Regions from separate parts of the Mus musculus genome. Here region 1 is linked to region 2. A link is a contact called in public Hi-C data. All regions are on one chromosome and are shown on one strand. Each heading gives the region's core, a stretch centred on a gene start, on an enhancer-like site or on the middle of the called end of the contact. The rest is flanking DNA. Distances are from core to core; before and after follow the strand shown.

Region 1 (4,055 bases), core at 1,133-3,632, 270 kb before region 2:
GTGCAGCAGCCACTGAAGCTCCTAGGTGGCAGAGACCAGGCCACCTCTCTTCCCAAGATGACTGGAACCCAGTGTTCCCACAGAGTCATATCTGGAGATCCGCTTGGCACAGCACCTGTCCAGGTCTTTGGGCTTTGATCTGGATTGTAGTGTATTTCTTGGAGAGTAAAATGGGAACACACACCACACATCACACATCCACCACACACACACACACACACACACACACACACACACACACACCTACTATATAAGAACATACATAAGCACAGCCATAACATTTTATTTTGTTTTCAAATAATTCATTTTTAATAATGGATTATAAAACTGAGTGACAGGTTGGGTGTATAATTCAGAGATAAAGCCCTGGGTTTGAGCCTCAGCATCACAGAAAAAAAGAGAAGAATAAAAGTAGGTGTGAACTTTCATGTTCAAGAGGCTGAGACAGGTAGATCTCAAGTTCAAGGCCAGCCTGGGCTATCTCGTGAGACCCAGTCTCTGAATTGATGAACAAATGGCAGAAGATGTAGCATAGCCCTTCCAGTGCTTGTCCAGCATTTACAAGGCCTTGTTTGAGCCCCAGCATTGCATAAAATCAGGCATTGTGTGGAATGTCTGTAAAGAGAGCTTTGCATCCTGGAAGTCCATCCTTGGCTACATAGAGAGTGTGAGGCTAGCCTGGTATACACGAGACCCTGATATATGTACGGGGTAGGAGTAGAAAAATAAAAGCATAGAAAAATCAAATTCTGATTTTTCCATTCCATACACTGTGAAACTGAAAAACTGTCAAAGAAATAGAAGAAGAAAGAAAGGGAGAGGGGTTGGAGGTGTGTGTGTGTGTGTGTGTGTGTGTGTGTGTGTGTGTGTGTGTGTTTGAGGGGAAGGGATCAGATGGAAAAGCAGGCCTGGGGAGTCTTAGCATCCGCATAAAGCAGGAGGCCAGGACACTTCCCACGACTCCCCAGCTGGTGGACAGGTCAAGCCTAGAACTTGCCGATCACTCTGTGCTTTGACACTTGGGATAATTGCCCATAGTAAAGATATGGCCACTTGCTGCTCTTCCAGAGGGTCAGTTCTCAGCACTGTATCAGGTGGCTTACAACCCATTACTTCCCAGCACTGTGTCAGGCAGCTTACAACCCACTTCCCTCTTTTGGCTTCTTTGGGGGCTCACATGCGTATTAGTAGACAGGATGCACTCATGGCCAGCACATATACTTTCTCCTATGATACTTCCCATTAGCATTGAAGACGTTGCAGGAACAGGTCCTGGGCTGGGCTGTGGAATACCCCTTCCTCTGCAGGGAGCCCCTTTGAGGCCTTGCAAGCCGTGCTCCTTGCCCTGCCTGCCTCTGCACCCTTCTGCTATAGTGCTGCATGCCTCTGATTTCTCTATGAAGCAACTTGGCTTCTGTCTCAACAGATGTTCCCTGAGGGTCTTGCTTAGGATTTTCCAGTCACTGGGTCCTATTCTCAGGACCAGAGGGTAAGGAGGTGGGGAGAGACTTATATGAATAAATGAATGCATGTGTGCACTAGGGGAAGCAGATATAGAAGTCACAACTAAACTACAAATCCGCATAAAACAAACCAGGAACCTCAAATGAACCCCAGGGGACAAAGGAAATAGTAATGGCATCAGAGGGAGCAGAAACTTCAAGGAGTGGCATCAGAGGGAGCAGAAACTTCTCGGGTTCTGAGCACTGTTGGGATTCTTTAGGAGCGCTAACCCCGTACAACTTCAGCCCGTCCAATTTACAGCATTCTTGTTGACAGGTCACAGATACTCTAGGCAGGAGCAGCGTCACTGTTCAGGATGTGTGCCTGTCCCCTTTGAGATCTCTTTATCTTCACCCCCCCTTGGATTCAGGATGTGTCAGGGTGGTTTGCCGAGGGCAGGGCTAGGCTGTTTAACCAACCTGGAGTAAGGTCTAGCACATAGCAGGGGTGGTAAATAGCGCCTTTGATGGTGACAGGCGGACAGCGGGCCAGGCACAGCGCGGGGGACCTACGAACCAAGCCCCCAAGAGATTCAGGCGCTCTTGAGAGGTCTTCTGGCCCAGAAGAGGGGGTTCTGTCCAAGTCCGGCCTGCACTTGGGGCGACCCCACCGGGGCAAAGCGGTTCGAGGTATGTGGATTGGTGGTTGGACTGGCTGGCGGATGGGCGGAGAAGGGACGGAGCGGCCCGGACTCAAGTTCGCGCCTCCCTCATTCCGTCCCCGGGTCAGCGGAAGCGATTATTCCCGCGGCGTCTGGCGGGGCTGGGGCGGGCTCGCACCCCGAGGAGACGAGACGCGGCTTCCCTGCACCCACGCCTTTGATGGCGCCGCCGCCCCCTCCCCGGCTCCGGGCCGCTATAACTGCAGGCGCGCGGGGGTACAGGGAAGCGTCCGGGAGTCATGGCCGCAGCAGGGTCCCAGCAGCTCCAGTTCGCAGAAGGCGCCGCTTTCCCCATCTTCCCCGCCGCGCATCCCGGAGGGCAGCTGCTCCCAGCCATGCGCCCAGCCTCTGGGCTGCCCGCGGCGCCCCACGACTCTCGCGCCCCAGCAGCCACGCAGTGCTTTCCAAACCGCGACTCCAGTCCCACAGCGCAGACCCCCGCCGGCCTGGATCCGCCCGGACCCTCCAAAGGCTCGGCCGCCCCGTCGGCGCCACAGCGCCGCAAGCGCACGTCGTTCAGCTCGGAGCAGCTGCAGTTGCTGGAGCTCGTCTTCCGACAGACCATGTACCCAGACATCCACTTGCGGGAGCGCCTGGCTGCGCTCACGCTGCTACCCGAGTCCAGGATCCAGGTGAGTCGCGGTCGCAGCTGCGCGTTCCAGTGGAGGTGCTGGGAAGTCACAGGCTTGTTGGGCCATTTATTCTGTGGGGGAAAAGTTACTCTCTTTGAACCTCATGGTTCTAGACTGCAAACTGGGATGTCAGTTAAGGCCGCGTTACCATGTGATTGATCTGGGCAGCTAAGGGGCTTGCGGACCCATTGAAAGGTCCCAGCAGGAAGGTAGTCATTGCACTCTTTCCCAGCGTCCAGTAAGGAGAGAGAGAGAGACAGAGACAGAGAGACAGACAGAGAGACAGAGAGAGAGAGACAAGCCTTCCTCTGGCTTTGATTCTAAGTAGCAGAGCAGGGTTGGATCACCTTCAAAACAAGCAAGAACTTCTTGTCACTTTGAAAAAATATTGCAAAGTGAGTTTATTGTCTGAGGTCGATCATTTAGATCAGAGTTTTGGAGATGATAGGGAGAAGCCTCTCTCTCTCTCTCTTGCTCTCTCTCTCTCTCTCTCTCTCTCTCTCTCTCTCTCTCTCTCTCTGTGTGTGTGTGTGTGTGTGTGTGTGTGTGTGTGTGTGTGTGTGTGTGTGACTGAGACAAGTTCATGCTGCGTAGTCCAAGCTGGACTTCAATTCACAATCCTTCTGCCTCAGCTTCCTGGGTGCTTGGATTACAGGTAGGTTCCCCAACACCCAGTTTAGACGCTTGCCTCAGGAGGGTGGACATTTAGTGTTTATTTTTTTCCTGGACTTAGGGTGACTACTCAACTGTCACTTTTTTACCCCCTCCAGTCAGGGTTTCTCTGGGTAGCCCTGGCTGTCCGGGAATTTGCTCTGGAGACCAGGCTGGCCTTGAAATCAAAGATGTGCCTCCTTTGTCTAGGATTAAGGGGGTGTGCCACTATCTCCTGGCTTCAACTGTCACTTTCAGCAGTTGTCACCCTGGGCTTCCTATGCAGAACACGTTTGTGGGGAAATAGTAAAGACATTTACACACAGAAACGAGCTTCACGGAGGAAAAATACCTACTGGGATTGAAGGGGTATGCTACCACCACCAGGCTGAGACCGTCTTTTTTTTTTTTTTTTTTTTTTTGGTTTTTCGAGACAGGGTTTCTCTGTATAGCCCTGGCTGTCCTGGAACTCACTTTGTAGACCAGGCTGGCCTCGAACTCAGAAATCCGCCTGCCTCTGCCTCCCGAGTGCTGGGATTAAAGGCGTGCGCCACCACGCCCGGCTTTCTTTCTTTCTTTTTTTTTTTAATGTGTAAAATGAAAAGCAG
Region 2 (4,136 bases), core at 228-2,727:
CTCAACTCCGTCCACTGTGCACACCGGTTGCCCTCTCCTGGGGTCTGTGGGATCAGAATTCCCACTGCATCCCCCTATCCAGAGCTACTGCAGCCCCCCGGCTCCGGATTGGTCTGCTGGTGTGGGGGAGGGGCAGAGACCTCTTCCTGACGCTTTTCTGCGACTCTGGCAGGATTTTTATTTCTGAACGAGTACACTGCCTGCCCCAGCCCAGGAGCCAGCAAGGAGTAGAGGAGGGGGCAAGTTTTAAGCAGAGACAAATGACGTTGGGGCTTGTGAGAATCCCGCGATTTCCTGTGGAGTAGTCGCGGGCTCTTCCCGGGCTGGCTCCCTTGCACCCGGGAGCTCTTTTGTTTTGGAAGATGCTGGCAGCATCACTGTATTAAGAGCAGGCCGCGTTGTGTTGTGGATTACTGTTTTGGTGTTGCCGTTGGCTTTTGTCTGTTAAATTAACTGCTGTACATTTTCTTGTTCTCTGACGACATCGGGGGCTTACTTTTCTCACTCCTTCTCACAGGGACCCCATATGCCCAAGTCCAAGCACAGGTGGGGGGTGGAGGGCGGGTGGGGGGTGGAGGGCGGGCGGGTGGGGGCCCGGGGGTACGGAGGCATTGCCAGCCCATTCTAAAGATTACAAGTGTTCTTGGAGACTGCTCGGACTATCTCAGCCCTTGGAAAGATTCTAGACTTTCCTGGCTTAAACTGAAGCATGGGGCCCAGGTTTGACTTTTGCTTAATTTTCTCAGTGTCCCCAGGCTTGAGTCCCCACCCTTGTTTTGGGGTCCACAGAGCCCCGCAGGGGTAGTGCAGGGCTCCCGCTTCTCCTCCAGCCTTCTGCCAGCTTTGAAGACCTTCCTTCCAGCAATGCTACTGTACACGTGGTGAGGAACGCCACCCGCAACAAAGCTCGTGTACATATCTCCGTGTACATACGGAGTGTACATACATACATACATAATACAGTGTACATACATATAGTGCCCCGTGTTATAAAGATAACAGAGCATGGCATTTCTTTGGCATTCCAATTTTTTTTAACCCTTGGAAATATGGTTTTGGCAATCTTTTATTCTTCTTTTTCCTCTTTTCTATTTAATAAACATCCATGTGACCTTCCTGGTAGCTTCTTGAATTCCTGTGTCTTCCATTTCTGTAATCAGATCTCCAGCTGCCCTGAATGCTTTCGTCTCTCTCTCTCTCTCTCTCTCTCTCTCTCTCTCTCTCCCTACAACCTCACCTGCTGGTCTTTCCATTTGGATGGCCATCTTCCCCTTTCCTTGGGGACCAATCCAACATTTTCTCCGCTCACTGGGTCCCCTGTAGCCAAGGATGTAGACTCTGAACGAAGCACCAGGCCCCGAGGGTGCACAGTGCCCGTTTCCTTCCTGGGAGGTTGGACTGGCTGGCAAAGGAAATGTGTGTGAGATAGATGTTGAAATGATGCTAACCACAAATGAGCACGGGGTATGAGTAGTCAGAACTTAGAGCTGACGGTTGCCACCACGAGGGGATCTTCTGAAATGCAGCGGGGGTGGCAAGGTGCAGTCTACAGCCCAGCCAACATCTTTATTAGCTGATGCGCGGAGACCTGGGGAACCTAACAAATTTACCGATGAAGGGAAAGAAATAGATTACAGATAAACACAGGAGAACGCACAAAACTGTTGTAAAATTTGATAAAATAGACTTCGAACAAAACAACAATCCATCGGGGGAACATTATGATTCTAAATGTATGTGCCCTGAATACAGGTACACACAATCTCATAAAACGCATGCTATTTAGATGGAAAGTCACAGATTAACCTTAGCATGATAGTACTGGGTGACTTCAGTACCACACTCTTACCAATAGGTCATCCCCTCACCACAAAATATACAGAAACATTCAAATTAAATGACATTGTACACCACATGGTCTTAACAGACATCTATAGAGCACTTCATTCAAATGCTGTATAGTACTTACTCGTCTCAGCAGCCCATGGGACATCCTCTCGTACAAGGATACAACATTAAAATAATTTCCATATCCTGGATGAGTACAAGACTGTAAGGCTACAAATCAACAGCCAGAGAAACGCCAGAACACATACCAATTCGTGACGAATCTAGAAAGTTCTGGATAGGCAGAAAAAAAAATCTAACAAGATGGAACCCTTGTGGGTTATGGAAAGATCAGTGCCTGGGGGATAATTAGCCTCTGGGCTTCCCTGTACCCATGGAATATTCTAGAGCAGTGGCTCTCATATGGTGCCTCATGTTAGGGTGACTCTCAACCATAAAATTAATTTCATTGCTGGTTACTTCATAACTGTAATTTTGCTACTGTTATAAATAGTAATATAGGGCTGGTGAGATGGCTCAGCAGGTAAGAGCACCTGACTGCTCTTCCAAAGGTCCTGAGTTCAAATCCCAGCAACCACATGGTGGCTCACAACCATCCGTAATGAGATCTGACTCCCTCTTCTGGTGTGTCTACAGTGTACTTACATATAATAAATAAATACATCTTATAAAAAAAGGTTTTAAAAAAATAAATAGTAATATAAATATCTGATTTTTTTCTGGTGGTTTTAGGTGACCCCTGTGAAAGGGTCACTTGGCCCCCCCAAAGGGGTTGAGACCCACAGGTTGAAAATCACTCTCCTAGGGCATCTCAGGGTTCATGAGCATCAGGTGGGTAGAAAGAATACATCATCTCCTGTCATTGGTTCAGGAGCAGCTGGCTGAAAGACAGAGAGAGATGTGCCTGCAATTTTATCACCAGTGCTGGGGTGATCAGGGACCAGCACTTAGCTCCTCATATGCCAAGGGAAACGTCCAGCCTCTTCCTGTCTATCAGAACAACCCACAGCTCGTGTTAGCTTTCCCATAGCTGGGGGACTAGACCGTCTAATATAACTCAAAGGAAGAAGGATTTGTTTTTCAAATCGTTTCAGGGATTCTAATCTATGTTGGGGACCAGTGGTGAGAGTATTGTAAAGCAGAGAATTTCACATCATAGCAAGAAGGAAGAAGAACAGAGCAGCAATCAGGAGGGGCTGGGGCAAGACTACACCCCTAAGAGCACACACCCAGCGTGGAGGACAGAAGGGAGGACGGAGGACTCCACCTATCATCTATATACGTGCCTGGGGCCAGGTGTGCCCTCTCCTGTGCCTAGCCTTACACGCCCACAGCTTGGCCTTCCCTGTTATATAGAGAGGGAAATGAGAATGTGAGAACGGCCACACTGTGTGTTCTTCACAGTGCTGCTGAGCCAGCCAAGGTGATGGTGAGCCTGCTAGAACCTCAGCTGGGGCCACAGCCCAGCAAGCACTAGAGCTGAGCTGTCTCCAGCTATGGTGGTGTGACCCAGACCTGTAGACCTGGCTCATGGTGGTCATCTGTTCCCTAATGTGAAGCCAATGCAGGCGCTTGAAGTTACGGAATAAGAAACTGCCTGGGCGTGGCTGGAGAGATAGCTGGCTCTTGCAGTGATTATGCACGGCTGTGATCTAAGCTTACAGTACTCTTCCCCCCCCCCCCCAGAGTCATGCACGTGTTTACTTATGTTGTAGTAATAAGTGCTGAAAACAGGAAATAGGTTGGAAGTAACCTTATAAAACAGACATTTGCCATACATGGTAAAAGCAACATACAAATATTGTTTTCTGGGCCAACTGGGTCAGTTGGGGTTAGCTGGTGTCAGTTGGGTCTAAGCGCTGGAACCTGAGGTAACAGACATCCAAGCCTCTGCCTTGAGCCCTTAGGGAATGAGTAGAGAGGGCAGCAGCTGGGCCTTCGGTATTCTTTAAGATCCAAGCCTTTCAGCCAGTATCCAATCAGCCATTCCCACTGTGCTCTCCACAGATCAGGAGCTAAGATGCAGGTCGATTTATAGAGAGGGGTGGGTGTCTCAAACACACACTAGCTACTGACTTCTGGATGTGTCTCTTCATCTCCTACCAGCTGCATCCCTGAGCCAGGTAACTGGAATTACAAATGCCTGGCTGCTGAGTGACGCGAGACACACCTGTAAACTGCCCCTCCCCCTTTCTCCCTAAAATGGAAAATCTTTTACACCTAATGTAGAAGTGGGATTGGTTTTGAAGTGTTGGCTATTTAGCCGTGAGATTAACCACGAACCTGCA

Evidence for each region. A called contact is a pair of places that touch in the nucleus more often than the background predicts.
Region 1: a contact with region 2 is called in a Hi-C map of bone marrow-derived macrophages, with 29 read pairs. The contact joins the promoter of Mixl1 here to the enhancer-like site in region 2. A contact is called at or near these places in 14 of 39 promoter capture datasets (the 3T3-L1 cell line, 3T3-L1-derived adipocytes, the C10 cell line and 8 more), 1 of 15 datasets of contacts at CTCF or cohesin (embryonic stem cells), 8 of 484 Hi-C or Micro-C datasets (B cells, the G1E-ER4 cell line, Th1 cells and 4 more), 10 of 115 datasets of contacts at active chromatin or transcription factors (the HPC-7 cell line, astrocytes, bone marrow-derived dendritic cells and 4 more) and 3 of 9 other capture datasets (embryonic stem cells, liver and macrophages).

Annotation. Positions count from the first base shown.
Region 1 is chr1:180,695,361-180,699,415 of GRCm38.p6, reverse strand. Mixl1 (Mix1 homeobox-like 1 (Xenopus laevis)) reads left to right here and starts at 2,382. Exons shown (of 2, transcript NM_013729.3): 1 at 2,382-2,796. The coding sequence starts at 2,404.
Region 2 is chr1:180,429,367-180,433,502 of GRCm38.p6, reverse strand. Stum (mechanosensory transduction mediator) reads left to right here. Exons shown (of 4, transcript NM_001081227.2): 4 at 1-1,130. Among named protein-coding and RNA genes, the nearest start is that of Gm39712, 23 kb to the right of the region's middle. Within about 2 kb of position 1,477, at least 122 of the 459 cell types and tissues checked have an H3K27ac peak or open chromatin away from gene starts, as enhancers often do. A contact at or near this core is called in the G1E-ER4 cell line, the HPC-7 cell line, Th1 cells and 3 more, where this site is marked.